Linked DNA regions of Mus musculus: region 1 is linked to region 2. The links are chromatin contacts, called in public Hi-C maps. All regions are on one chromosome and are shown on one strand. The core of a region is the stretch at or near the end of the contact, and the rest is flanking DNA. Distances in the headings are between cores, read along the strand shown.

The links. A called contact is a pair of places that touch in the nucleus more often than the background predicts.
Region 1: a contact with region 2 is called in a Hi-C map of bone marrow-derived macrophages, with 11 read pairs. The contact joins two enhancer-like sites. A contact is called at or near these places in 1 of 15 datasets of contacts at CTCF or cohesin (pro-B cells) and 4 of 484 Hi-C or Micro-C datasets (bone marrow-derived macrophages, cerebellar granule neurons, embryonic fibroblasts and 1 more).

The regions. Positions count from the first base shown.
Region 1 is chr17:44,959,133-44,965,988 of GRCm38.p6, forward strand. The region is part of intron 3 of Supt3 (SPT3, SAGA and STAGA complex component); the gene reads left to right. Among named protein-coding and RNA genes, the nearest start is that of Gm52304, 75 kb to the left of the region's middle. Within about 2 kb of position 4,444, at least 7 of the 459 cell types and tissues checked have an H3K27ac peak or open chromatin away from gene starts, as enhancers often do. A contact at or near this core is called in bone marrow-derived macrophages, where this site is marked.
Region 2 is chr17:44,456,138-44,462,664 of GRCm38.p6, forward strand. No RefSeq gene overlaps it. Among named protein-coding and RNA genes, the nearest start is that of Runx2os3, 100 kb to the right of the region's middle. Within about 2 kb of position 3,099, at least 43 of the 459 cell types and tissues checked have an H3K27ac peak or open chromatin away from gene starts, as enhancers often do. A contact at or near this core is called in bone marrow-derived macrophages, where this site is marked.

The sequences.
Region 1 (6,856 bases), core at 3,194-5,693, 500 kb after region 2:
GCACTACCAAACTTCACCATGCCAAAGCTGCTAAGCTGCATCTTCCACTGCACGCCAGCAAGTTGTTCCCAGTAGCTTTATAACTCTAAATGTTCAGACCAAGTAATTCCATTAGTGTAAAGTGATGTGTAGGTGAATTTATATACAAATGAATTTCTAAAACATGAGACTATAATGTTTTACTCAGTGTTGCTCAGGCTAAAACTAGGGTCTCCTTGTTTGGTGTTCTATGTCCATAAATGTTTCTGTGTCTATAAATCACTAGTTTTAGGAAATATAACAGAAAATGCCACTGCTGCATGAACATGTTAAACATGCTGTGCTCTCCTGTTGTAGACGAGAACAGTGTGACCTGGCACTGGTGAGGACGCCTGCAGGCTGACACTGACAGGATAGCATTGTAACCAACAGTTCAGGTGATGATGGGAAATAATGATGTAGCTTAAGAGCTTTAATGAAATATTTGTTATACCTGACTGTGATGGTTTGTATATCCTTGGACCAGGGAGTGGCACCATCTGAAGGTGTGGCCTTGTTGGAATAGGTGTGACCTGGTTGGAATGGGTGTGTCACTGTGGGTGTGGGTATAAGATCCTCACCCTAGTTGCCTGGCAGTCAGTCTTCCACTAGCAGCCTTTGGATGAAGACATAGAACTCTCAGCTCCTCCTGTGCCATGCCTGCCTGGATACTGCCATGTTCCCACCTTGATGATAATGGACTGAACCTCTGAACCTGTAAGCCAGCCCCAATTAAATGTTGTTTTTATAAGACTTGCCTTGGTCATGGTGTCTGTTCACAGCAGTAAAACCCTAACTAAGACACTGACTTAATTTCTTTAAAAGGGGGACTTTGGAATTAGACTATGAAGTATACATTGGGGCAGGATCCTACCCTTTCTAAGCCTCAGGTTCCTTATTGTAAAGTACAGATAACATTAATCTCATAGCATTATTTGGTGACCATATAAGTAAAGCATGGGAATTCTTTGACATGATACAGCAAGGGTGTCCTACACTAAAGCAGTAGCCTCTTCAGGACAAACCTTTCTTGCTGGGAACTAAGTGACAGGACACTGTAGACAGGTCATCAGTATGCCAGGCCCAGGGGGAAATTCACAGGAGATTACATTTGTGGGAGAACTGGTTCTCACAGTCCACTGAAGTCAGAGTCAGATCAGATGTGTGAGTACCAGCAGCATCTTTGTCAAATGAGGAAGGGTGGTCTGGTTGAGTGGAGTTAGACCTTAGTAAAGCAATTGATGGAAAGTTGATGTGGGCATCCCCTGTGAGAGGGATTCAGAAAAGACTAAGAAGATTAATGTAGAGATGCTAACATTCAAGATAGAACTCTAACTATTGCAGTGCATCCTGATTACCCAGACAGACTTTGCAGTCATAATGAACAGGTGCCCGGAAGGGTTCTAAGACTACTGTGTGAACTGACATAGCATAGAACACATAGTAACTAATCACATCTGCATGGCACATTGGACTCAAGACAGGTGACACACACACACATATATGTGTGTGTGTGTGTGTGTGTGTACATATATGTATATATATGTATATATATATATAGATGTGTGTGTGTGTGTGTATATATATATAGTCCTTTCTGGCTTACGACTACGACTTATGATTGGTCCTAAGCATTTTGCAGTAGAGATTTCTGGTTTCTTTGGAGACTCAGTTGTATCATGTGATGTTTTTCTGGAAGTGGTCTTATGAGAAGATGTTTTGCTGAAGCAGACATGTGAGAGGATCTTTTGCTGAAGCAGACACATGAGAGGCTGTTTTTGCTGAGGCATTCAAGAAGACATATGGTGTTTGGACAGAGTATAATGGACAGTGAATGACAGTCTTGCATTTGTTCATCTTGCAACACTTTGCTGGTCTTCACTGATTCTCCTAACTTTATAAAAAAGAGACAAAGAACTTCTCGTGGTATTTGGGATGCTTCTTGCTACTTCCATGGATTCGGCAGAGCCTTGTGATGTCTTATGGATTGAACCTCTGCTACTGATTGGAGTGGCCTGCTACTACTGATTCATGTGTGATGGACTGCTGATAATCCTGACAATGAAGATAAGAATCACTCCAAAAAACTACTTCCAACAAATCTACACCCCCCCCCCTTGTCCTATTAACCATCTTCTGCTACTTCTGGTTGGTAGGCTAGAAGGGATGTTGAAGCATTTAAGAACCCTTACTATAATAGGGTTTTTAAAAAATCTAAGCTTACAGCATGCAAAAGCCGACATTTTCAGGTTCCTGATATTTGTATGTTTACCAGAGCAAGGCAGAGATGGGAGATGTGGGCAATGTGCTGGTTTTATAGGGCAGATTCCTCACCTTTGACCCTTGTAGCTTTTTTAGAAAAGATGTTTCTGATAGACAACTTGAAAACTAAATTAGATCTTGATTTGGTAAATAAGATTAGATCTTGGCAATCAGTGTTTTCTGTCCTGTTGATCGAAGAGCGATCACTGAGATGAATGTCTTCTGTTTTTATCATTCCTATCTATCAACAACCTTGAAACGCTTGTGAAACTATAACCTGCTTAGAGAGAAGATGGGTGTTTTTCTGTTATCATACCCAATGTTTCCTCATTTTATGTTTTCTACAAGAGAAAATCCAGAGATCACTTAAACTTCTACCCATATTTAGTGTATATGTACCATAGTGTTCATCCTTGGAGGGAAGAAGAGAAGAAAACTGATAGAAAAGGACACGTTCTGTGGCTCAAGCGCTCATCGGACTCTCCAGTGCTGCCTGTGTTGGGTAGTGTGGGGGTCAGAGCTATGAGCTCTATGCTCTACACCGCTGCTTACACTTGCTTGCATGTCAGCATTGCAGATTAGAGAAAGAGATTGCTTTCATTCCAAGATGAAAGGATTGTGTTTTCCCAGCTGTTGCCCATACATCCACTCCTTCAGCAGAAACATGTACCTCAAACTCTCCTGAGGTCAGAGTAGCTTCTATACTAGCTACATGTGGTCTGAATAAATCAAAAACCTCCTTAATGATCTGAAAACTTGATATAATTCTCCTAAGTTTCTTAATGTGATAATCCTCCTTAAATTTCCACTTTAAGTGATATAAATAATAATTTATGCTAGCATATTAAGATAATTAAGCTGAAAATAGGTAGAGTCCCTTCTGTTTATTGGGACACTTCAAGTCTGGTTCAATACCAAGGCCTCTGTGACATGACTATGATGTGCATGTGTGCATTCATATGTGCATTTGTGCCATATTTATACAGTGCCATTGGAAGCCAAAAGAGGGCAGTAGATTCCTCAGAACTGGAATTTTGGACAGTTTTGAGCTGCAGTGTTGGAGCCAGGAACTGTTCTTACCTGCCTTTGTCACCTCTCCAGCCATTCTGTACATCTTACAACAGTTTAAATGTCAGCTGAGTCTGCAATCCTGGTAATTTACAAAGTGGAAGGAGGAGAATCAATGTGCTAGGCCTTCCTGAGCTGCAGAAAGAGTGCAAGGTTGGTGTAGGCAACCCTGTTCCAAAGTAAAGATGGTGAGGGGAGGAATGATGAAAATATGTGTGTTGGAATGCACTTGCTAGTACACATGAGATCCTAGGCTCAGTCCTCATTACTGCTAAAAAGAAAAGCAAGTGAAATCGAAAAGTTAAGTGTAACAATTGTCTTTTTTGTGTGAGAGAAATTTCCCTGAGATATTCAGGAAAGAAGATGTTTCTATATTATCCTAGAAATACTTTATTCCCCAAACAGAGCTGGGGCAGTGACTCTTTTGAATAAAGTTTCTCTGAAAATGTCATTTTATGAAGTTAAACTAGTTTTGTGATTGTTTCCTTGTCCAATGTCCATATATTTCCTATTTTTCCCATTTGTCGAATGGTGGGGCAGTTAGTCCTAAAGCCCTTCACAGGAGCTCCATAGGAAATAAAAAGGCAGCCATGGCTACACTGTTTCCTTCACTGCTTGACAGATACTTGCATATTTCCCCTTGAAGCACTTGCTAAACCAAGCCAAGTGTGCTGGACCAATTTATAGTTGCCTGTAAATCTACCAAGTGTTAAGATTGCAGATTCATCTCTTTCCCTGACTCACTCCTAACAACTATGAAATTAGCCCGTTGTGATCACATCCAAACTGTCCATGTCACTTCCTCCTCTCTCCTCTCCTCACAGGAACCACTAAGCCCAAACACAGAGATTATCAGGCTATGTGTACTGGCTTGAGCATGTCATATGTTTAACACCTATTGCATAAAACTTTGGTTTTGCTAGTCCTCTTACTGGTGCAAAAAACATTTTATTGTGGTCTTTACTCAACTTTATCATTTCACGATGACAAAGTCAATATAAAGTTTCTGCTTCCCTGTTTTATACCTACACTTCCTGCATTGTATCTGCCAGCCCTCTGCTCTGTGCTCTGCTCTGTGAGGTCCTCGGAGAATCACGGTGCGCACAGCAGTGCACGTGCTTGTGAAGTGGTTCAGCTCTGATGCTGCCTTCAGTGTGGGCTGTGCCATCTGCTCTTGTTGCATTCCAATGAGGAGAAATTAGTCTCAGAATTGTGTGATTATAAAGCCCACCACTCTACTCCAGGTTTATAGTTTAAAAAGGCATTTATACCACCTTAGAATTATAATTTCACCATTTCCATCTTTCACAATGCTCTTTATGTAACTTGCTTTGTAACTTAATTTCTAGGAAAGATGTTTTGAATTTTCCCTATAGTAAGTACTATAGAAACTTTTAAGTTTGCCATGCGCTGTGCTTAATGATTAACAAGTGGCATCGATATATTTTGACTACACCCTACATGCTACATAAAAATATATATTTGCACGAAAAAATTTTGTTTACGATATATTAACTAGTGAATTGATTTGGGATGTTATTCAAACTGCTTAAGAAGATTTGGATATCAAATAACACTTTACTTTTAATAACGTGTAAGTGTTCATGCAAGGCATTGTTACCCTGCTGCGTCCCTTGTCATTTGAATTTGGGTCATTGCCAAAAAAGATACACTGGATCAATGGAGTTTGGAATGGATCTGAATTTAGGAAAATGGATAACTTTTTCAAATACTGCACAGCTAGAATTCTTTTATTTATGTACATCAACTTAAATATTAGACTAAAATTGATTTATATATTCACATATAATGGGTTTTTAGATCACTATATAGTAGTAGGTGCTTCTCTGTAGAGACATGTTCTGCCAGTGGATTCCTAAAGCTCGATGGAGTTCCCAACTGTAGATTCTGTTTTTCTGTAGATACTTACCTGTGATGAAGGTTGATATCAAATTGTACATTAAGAGATTAACAACAGCACTAAGAAACTGGAACAGTTATACCACTTTACCAAGTAAAACCTGTGAATACCAGCTTGCTCTTTGGAAAGTTGAACTGCTTCCTCCCTTTTCTTCCTGTGAAGATTTGTCGTGGTTTGGTACTGCCATTTCGAGATATGACCTTGATAATATAATGTAGAATTAGCCTTGTACATAGTAAAGCTTGAAAGAGAGTTTGCTGTCACATAGGTGACTGACAGCGTGCACACACTGGGTAGGTCAGAGGGCTCCACAGAAACGTTTATTGTGTTACTCAGAATAACACATTTTAAAACTTGTATATGTTTGGAATTTTCCATATTGTATTTCTTTGTAGTTTTTTGGCCTTTTGATATGATTAATAGGAATAAAGTACCTCTGTAGCCCTGGCCATCCTAGAACTCATCCTGCAGACTAGGCTAGCCTTAAAGTCAGAGATCCCTCTGCCTTCCCTATCGAGTGTTGGGATTAAAGGTGTGTACCACCCGAGGCTGGCTTCCCTAATATATTTCTGAAACAAGTGTTTTTGAAACAGGATAATTTGAAACAACCTAAGTATGCCGTTATATACATAAAACACTGAAACACTTAAAATTTTAAGATTTATGATATATTTTAATAAATTATTTTATATGCATAAATAATATGTAATGTTTGTATAGAGTGTATTCTAATGCCAGACTCCACAGGTTGATTTCATGCTTGAGAGAAGTCACAGGGCTAAAATGGGGAAGGAAATAAAAGCAAAGATGAGGGAAATACAGAACTCGCCCTCTGGTGCTTCTTGTCTTGTGTCAATGAGATGCCATTTATGTAAGAACCAAGTATGAAGTTATCTACTCAACTAAGGGAGAGAGCAAAGCTACCTGAATGACCAAGGCTTGGATGTAGCTCATTGGTAGCTCACATGCTTCGGATGCACAGGGCTCTGTGTCCTGTCAACTCTTGATAGCAGACACAGCCCTACAAGCCTTATGTCCACTATTCACAGAGCTAAGGAAGCATGGACTTAGTGTGTTCCCTGGCATATATGTGTGGGGTGAGTACAACTTCAAAAACAGTGTATATTGTATTATTATTCCAATTTTCTAGATGAGGACAATGGTACAAAGCTTTAGCGTTAAGTGATGAACCAATAACGTGGAATGTGCTCTCTCTATTTACAGGAATGGCAGGCTGACATTAGGGTTTATACAGCATTTGGGTCAGTTCTCTTCAGCTGGTTGATTTTCATCTCCCCATAGTTCCCTTGCTTCAAGTCTACTTATCTTACTCTTTTCTATTACAAAGACTTTAAAAACTAGATTTTCTTCCTATCCAAGTATTCTGTAAATTCACATTAATTTTAAGTACCTTATAATTTTCATACATTCATTTGCATTTCCAAAGGTAATTTGACCAGAGATAGCTGACGCAGATCACTCTAGATGCCATTACTTCATGGGCATAATTTTCAGGCAATCTTTAAGTATAACATGTTCAGATAATAACCATTGAAAGTTAAGTTCTGTCTGGAACTGCCTGGAATG
Region 2 (6,527 bases), core at 1,849-4,348:
TTTTAAAAGACTCCTTAACCCAGAGGAGGTTTCCCCTTCCCTGCCCCTCCCCAGTCCTCTCCCTTCCTAGACATCAAGGACTGAGATCATCTGCAAAAGAACGAAAAGTAGAGTTCTGCTTTCCTGGCCCAACACCCTCACCCTTTCCTTTTTTTTTTTTTTTTTCTTTTTTCTTTTTTCTTTTTTCTTTTTCATGTTGACAGTGATGTTTAAAATCTTTCTCTTCAAATACAGATTGGCACCTGGGTCTGTAATCTCTCACCATCTTCTGAGAGTGACTGGGGCTTGCTCAGCCTTTGACACAAGAGAAAAAGTGCATTAGAATTTCCGACTTCTGTGATTTCTCCCTTCCTGTTTCCTATTGAAGGAGAGTGTAGCATTAGAGGGAGAAACCCAGAGAAAGTCCCCCCACCCTCACCTCCGCCCCCACCCACCCCCACCCACCTCCACCCCTGCATCCTCGAAGAAAAAGAAGACGAGAGGGTGAGTCCTTTACAACATCTCAATAAGAAGCCATGGACACGCTATTTATCTTGTAATGTCCTTTTGAAGATGTAAGGACTCCTGATTTAAAAGGCAAGCCTGCATCTAGTTTCTCAGCATCCCCCAGGGCCAGCCTTTCTCCTGGGCAGAGAGGAGAGGATGGAGAAGGGCTGAGAAGAGAGGCCTCTGAAGTCACAGCTTCCATGGGAACCAGAGGCACCTGCCCTGCTCTGTGGTCTCAAAGCAAGCCAAGAGCTCATGAGCTGGATGTTGGTGAGAAGGGGCTCATCCCCGTCATGGGGGAAATTCTCAAGCAAAGTGTGGTATAGTTGCTTCAGTCTACCTTGGTGGGGATTTTCAAAATATTTTCTAAAGCTTAGTAGTTTTTGGAGAACACAGCCACGAAGTATTGAGGAACAAATAGTCATAGTGTTCATTATGAGATCCAGGGGGCAGAAAGAGAAGCATCCCGGCTTTGAGGGCAAACTGGCTTAAATCCCAGCTTCAACTGAAATAAGCAGAGACAGCTCACCTCGATCCATCTTCTCTAGAATACAAGGATGAGTGGTATTAGGCACTCTTCTTATTGCTGTGGCAAAAACAAAAACAAAAACAAAAACAAAAAAACAAAAAAAACCAAACCTTACCAAAGCAACTTAAGGGAAGATTTGATTTGGCTTCCCAGTTCAAGGGAACACAGTCCATCATGGCAGGGGTGGGGTGGGGGAGTCATGGCAACCAGAGCTTGAGGCACCTGTAACATAGTGTCGTTATGTTACATTCTAATGTTACATTTGAGTGTGTGAAACATCAGCAGAAAGAACTGAACGCTGATACTCAGCTCACGTCTCCTTTTTATTCAGCTTGGGGCCCCAGACCTTCCAACAAATGGTGCCACTCATATGCCCAGTGGATCTTCCCATCCCAATTTCCCAATCTGGAAAGCCTCTCACAGATATGCCTGCATTTCCTTGGTGATTTTTAATGCTGTCAGTTTGAAAATCAACATGGACCATCATGCTACTTTTAGAAATTCATTGGAATTTCATTGGCCTAAGCTGGGTAAAAGTACTAAGTGTTGTGGCCCCTAGTATGATAGGCACTCAGGAGGTGTCACCTGACATCATGGTCTTGCCAATGAAATTGTGCTACAGTTCCTTCTGACTTTTGTGGTATCAAGGTGTCCTGGGTAGGTTTTTGTCAACTTGATACAAACTAGAGTTATCTGGAAAGAACTTCAATTCAGAACATTCTTCTACCTAGATCTCCACACATGCACGTCCATAGATTATTCTCCCAATTAATGATTGATGTGCGGGAGCCCAGCCCACTGTGGGTGGTGACATTCTTGGTGCATGAGTGATATAAGAAATCAGGCTAACATCACACCTACAGTCTAGTGTCTTTGGTACAGAACGCTATTCTGCAAGCTACCAAATAGAAACGTAAACACCAACTCAACCACAAATGCTTTGATCTACAATGCTGTTCTGCCTGCAAGAAAGCCAGGACAATGGTGGCACAAAGCTTATAGGAGTTGCCAACCAATAACTTATTTGACTTAAGGCCCACCCCATGAGATGGAACCCATATGTGACACTGCTTGGGTGACCAAGTACCAGAGACTAGACAGCCTATGGACCTAGAGTAAAATTAATTACTACTGTTCTAGACAAAAATCATAACAATAAAATAATTTTAATGGCATTCCATTGACCCATAGATCAGTGCATTGTTCAACCGTCTTCACCATGCAGCCTGCATCCTCCTGCAGCAGATGGGAAAAAATACAGAGACCCACAACCAGACATTATGCAGAGACCTTTGAACACTCAGCCCTAAATGGATGTCTTCGTCAAATCTAAAGGCTCAGAAAACCCTTAGGAAGAGGAGGCAGAAAGAGTGTAAGAAACAAAGAGAATGAAGGACATTAAAGAAAGATCTTAAGACACAGAAAAGTTAAAGGAGCAGTGGATAGGTAATAGAGTTGGGTTCCAGAGCCTCTCCAAATGGCCTCAGGCTGTGGCAGATGGCTCCTGGATTTAACCTAGCTAGAGGACAGAGATCTCCTAGGTCCATTTGGGGATCCATAGGCACATCTCTGGATGCTTATAGCTCCATCAAATGGTTCTCAGGTCGCAGGGCTGAGACACTAGTGAGCAAAGGTCACACGAAGTCATCCTCTCCTTCCTGGAAGGTAGAGCGGGGCAGCATTTGGGCCAACTACATTTTCAGAATCAAAGTTCCTATGAAAATACAATTTGCAACAAGAGCATGGTGCCTGGCTGGGAAAGGCTTGGATGCTTGGCATGGCATGGATGCAGACCCGGCTATGAGAGCTAGATTCTGGATGTGGGGCAGTATTTAAAAAGGATCTGGGAGAAGAGTCTTCCTTTATGGACAAGCTACAGTTAGACTAATGGATGCCTATAGTCGGGTGCCTACAAGGCTCAGCAGGATTCTGGCTAGCAATTTTCTGTTCCCTTGGCACATCAGAGTCACAGCAGGGTAACTCCATGGCCAAGGCATCATCTCATGACTAGAGTTGCAGGGTAGCTCAGGAGAACAGTCTGCTATGAAGCTTTCAGGGCTCCCCGTGAAGTTTCGGTTTCAATCTTAATAAAATATTTTTGAAAATTTCACAATTGCAGAACAAACAAAACCATGAGTCATGGCTCACAATTTCCCGGTGAATTTGCTATGTGATTGTGTCTCTGACAAGTGCATAGTTTCCAAGGACAAGGGAACCTTAATGTGAATATTTGACCTGAGGGGCATATGGTAAGGGGGAATAGTACAGCATCCCCCTCCTGGATATTATGTTCAACACCAGAACCCAAACGAGACTCAGTAGAGCTTGGCTATGAATTTTCCCAACTTCACACATTCATTGTAGTCCCCTCTTTCTCTGTATGTGTGTGTGTCTCTGTGTGTGTATATACATGTGTATGCCTGTATATACGTGCAAGTGCATATCGTGCATGTGTGTGGTGGCCAGAGGACAATCTAGAAGATTCTAGGTACTGAACTTGGGCTTTTATGCTTCTCAAAACAAGATGACTGAGCCATCTCCCCAGCCCCTCATCATCTGATTATTATTATTATTACTATTATTACTATTTCTGAATCATATTTTTGTCCTCTGCAATTGCATAAAATGAATTCTTCTAGGCCAACCATTTAAAAAAAAAACAAGATTAGATTTTCGTGAATGGAATGGTAGAAGTATGTGCAGAACCCTACAGGATTCTGCCACTTAAAGAACTCAGAACATTTCCATTCTCCTGTGGAAGAAATGGAGACAAGAAGCCAGACTGTGACACTGTCAGATATTCCCAGTAGCAGTACATTGCAGCCCACTAGACAACCAGTTAACAACAGCCAGAGGAACAAGGATCCACAGTCAAGTACACGTAGCCACGACTGATGCCACTCGACCTACAATACCCAAACAGGTCTCACCAGACTCAGCAATTATTTTCTCTTCTCAAGATTTTGACTTTTTGTTTGTTTGTTTGTTTGTTTTAACATATAGGCTCATTAACCTTGGGCATGTGCTACTTCAAATTTAACCTTGGACATGTGTTGATGCAAAACAAGAGTCTCATCTCATCTCCTCTCCCTACAGTTGCTTGCCACGATTCACTCAGCTCAGGCTCTTTGAGATTTTCAATTCTTATTGTCAGTCAGTGGGCTAAACCTTGCGGTAAAGGTCAAGGTTTCTCCTATCTCACACCATCATTGCCTTTTACACTCTCCCGGAAGGGCTCTTGTGCAATAGAAACCTGATTCAAGGGAACACATCTCACCAGAGACCTTTCAGTGAACGATGATCTGCAAATAGTCATTTTGTTGCTTGCCGAAGAAGGGGCTGAAATAAAACTTCAAATAATGACTATCGCATGTCATCCTCCAAGCCACCCAGGGTACCAAGGAGAAGCTTGTCCATTTCAATGGAGGAGATGTTATACAGTTATCCAAGTCTTGTTTGTTAGGGGGAGGGCGAGTGCTTTGTTTTCTTCTTGTTGATTTGGATTCCTCTCTCCTTCCTTCCTTCCTTCCTTCCTTCCTTCCTTCCTTCCTTCCTTTCTCTCTCTCTCTCTCTCTCTCTTTCTCTTTCCTTCCTTTCTCTACATCTTTTTCTCTTCTCTTCTCTTCTCTTCTCTTCTCTTCTCTTCTCTTCTCTTCTCTTCTCTTCTCTTCTCTTCTCTTCTCTTCTCTTCTCTTCTCTTCTCTCCTCTCCTCTCCTCTCCTCTCCTCTCCTCTCCTCTCCTCTCCTCTCCTCTCCTCTCCTCTCCTCTCCTCTCCTCTCCTTTCCTTTCCTTGTTGTTTTGTGTTTGAGACAGGTTCTTATATAGGCCAGGCTCCCCTCCAATTTGCTAAGTAGTTGAAGGTGACCTTGAACTCCTCCTGGTCCTCCTTTCTCTGCCTCCCACATGCTAGGGTTACAGAGATGGACTACCATCCACAGATTATTTGTTTTGTTTTGTTTTGTTTTGTTTTGTTTTGTTTTGTTTTGAGAGTCTTGTTAGGCAGTCCAGGCTGGCCTCAAACTCACTACACACACACACACACACACACACACACACACACACACACACACATACACATATATGTATGTATATATATATGGCCTCAAATTCATGGCCATTCTCCTGGCTTAACCTGCCAAGCTCTAGGGTTTCAGGCTTACATGGCCATGCCTGGCTCTCGGGACTTTGAAGAAGACATATGGATGACGGCTATACTCAAGAGAGAGTTTCGTTCTGTGCTTCTATTGTTACTATGTAGCAATCTGACCACCCTATGCTGTGAAGACTTCCCAGTGGGTCCCATGTACAGACTGTTCTCCCCAGCCAGCCAGAGTTACTGAGTAAGTGTCAGCGCTAAAGAGAGTTTGGATTCCGGAGCCCGCATACCTACCAACTGAGTGCAGTGACCTGCTTGTAACCCCGAGTCTCTGAAGGCCGAGAAGGGAGATCCCAGGAGCAAGTTGGCTATTGAGACTAGCCATGTTAGAGCTCTGGGTTTTACTGGAGACACTATGGCTCCAAAGACAGTAGTAAAAGAACTATCAAGGATGATTTCTGACATTAGTTTCAGGTCTACACACATGTGTTCCCAAGCAAAGATATGCATACATACAGAGAGACAAAGACAGAGATGGAGACAGAGAGAGACAGAGACAGAGAGACACAGAGACAGAGACAGAGACAGAGACAGAGACAGAACGAGAAAACCTTCACAACTTAGAATAAAAGCCTGAACCTGCATATGCTGTGCTTATACTGTCTACTTTCCCATTCTGCCCTATCTTCCTAGCCCAGCTTATTTACTATTCTTCAGGCCTTTTTTCCTGTCACAGGATTTTTACATGCTATGATCCTTCTCCTCTCCTCGAGAGTCTCATCTTATAATATACCTTCTCCCTCTCTTCTGTTTAAAGTGTCCCTTCCTGGTAGAACGCTTTGGATAAACAGGTGAGGTCATCTTCCAGTGTATCCCAGAGTGCCCTGTGCCAGCCTTTCACTGAACTGACCACTGTTGGGTTGGGATGGTCATTCTTCCCACTGTTTCGTGCCAGGCTTAGCCACTGCCCAGAAGAATGGATTTGACTTAGGTTATATTGCAAATGAAGACTGCTTTCCTACCTACCTTCTTTCTATGCCAATGTTCTTATCAGCTTTTACTTCAGCATCTAACAAAGGAAAAGGGTCAGATCAACATCCATTCCCCCTATGGAGCAATTCATCTCAAAATCAGGACCCTTGGTGACTAAGTTCAAGGGCATGAGCTGGTTTCCAAAAGTGTGTTTTTGTACACTGACATCCCTTGGTTTTATCCTTAGCCAATGTGTGAGAAGCTGTAGAAGCCAAGACGTGACCCACATGGTACAGGAACCCATTTGCCTCCCTGGGTGCCCCTCTCACTAGCAGGTTTAATGGCCACAGCTAACATTGACTAAATTCTTGCAAGTGTGTGAAGAGATTTTTCACACTTTATCTCACCAGCATGATGAGATATGCTATGGTTAAAGCCTGGCC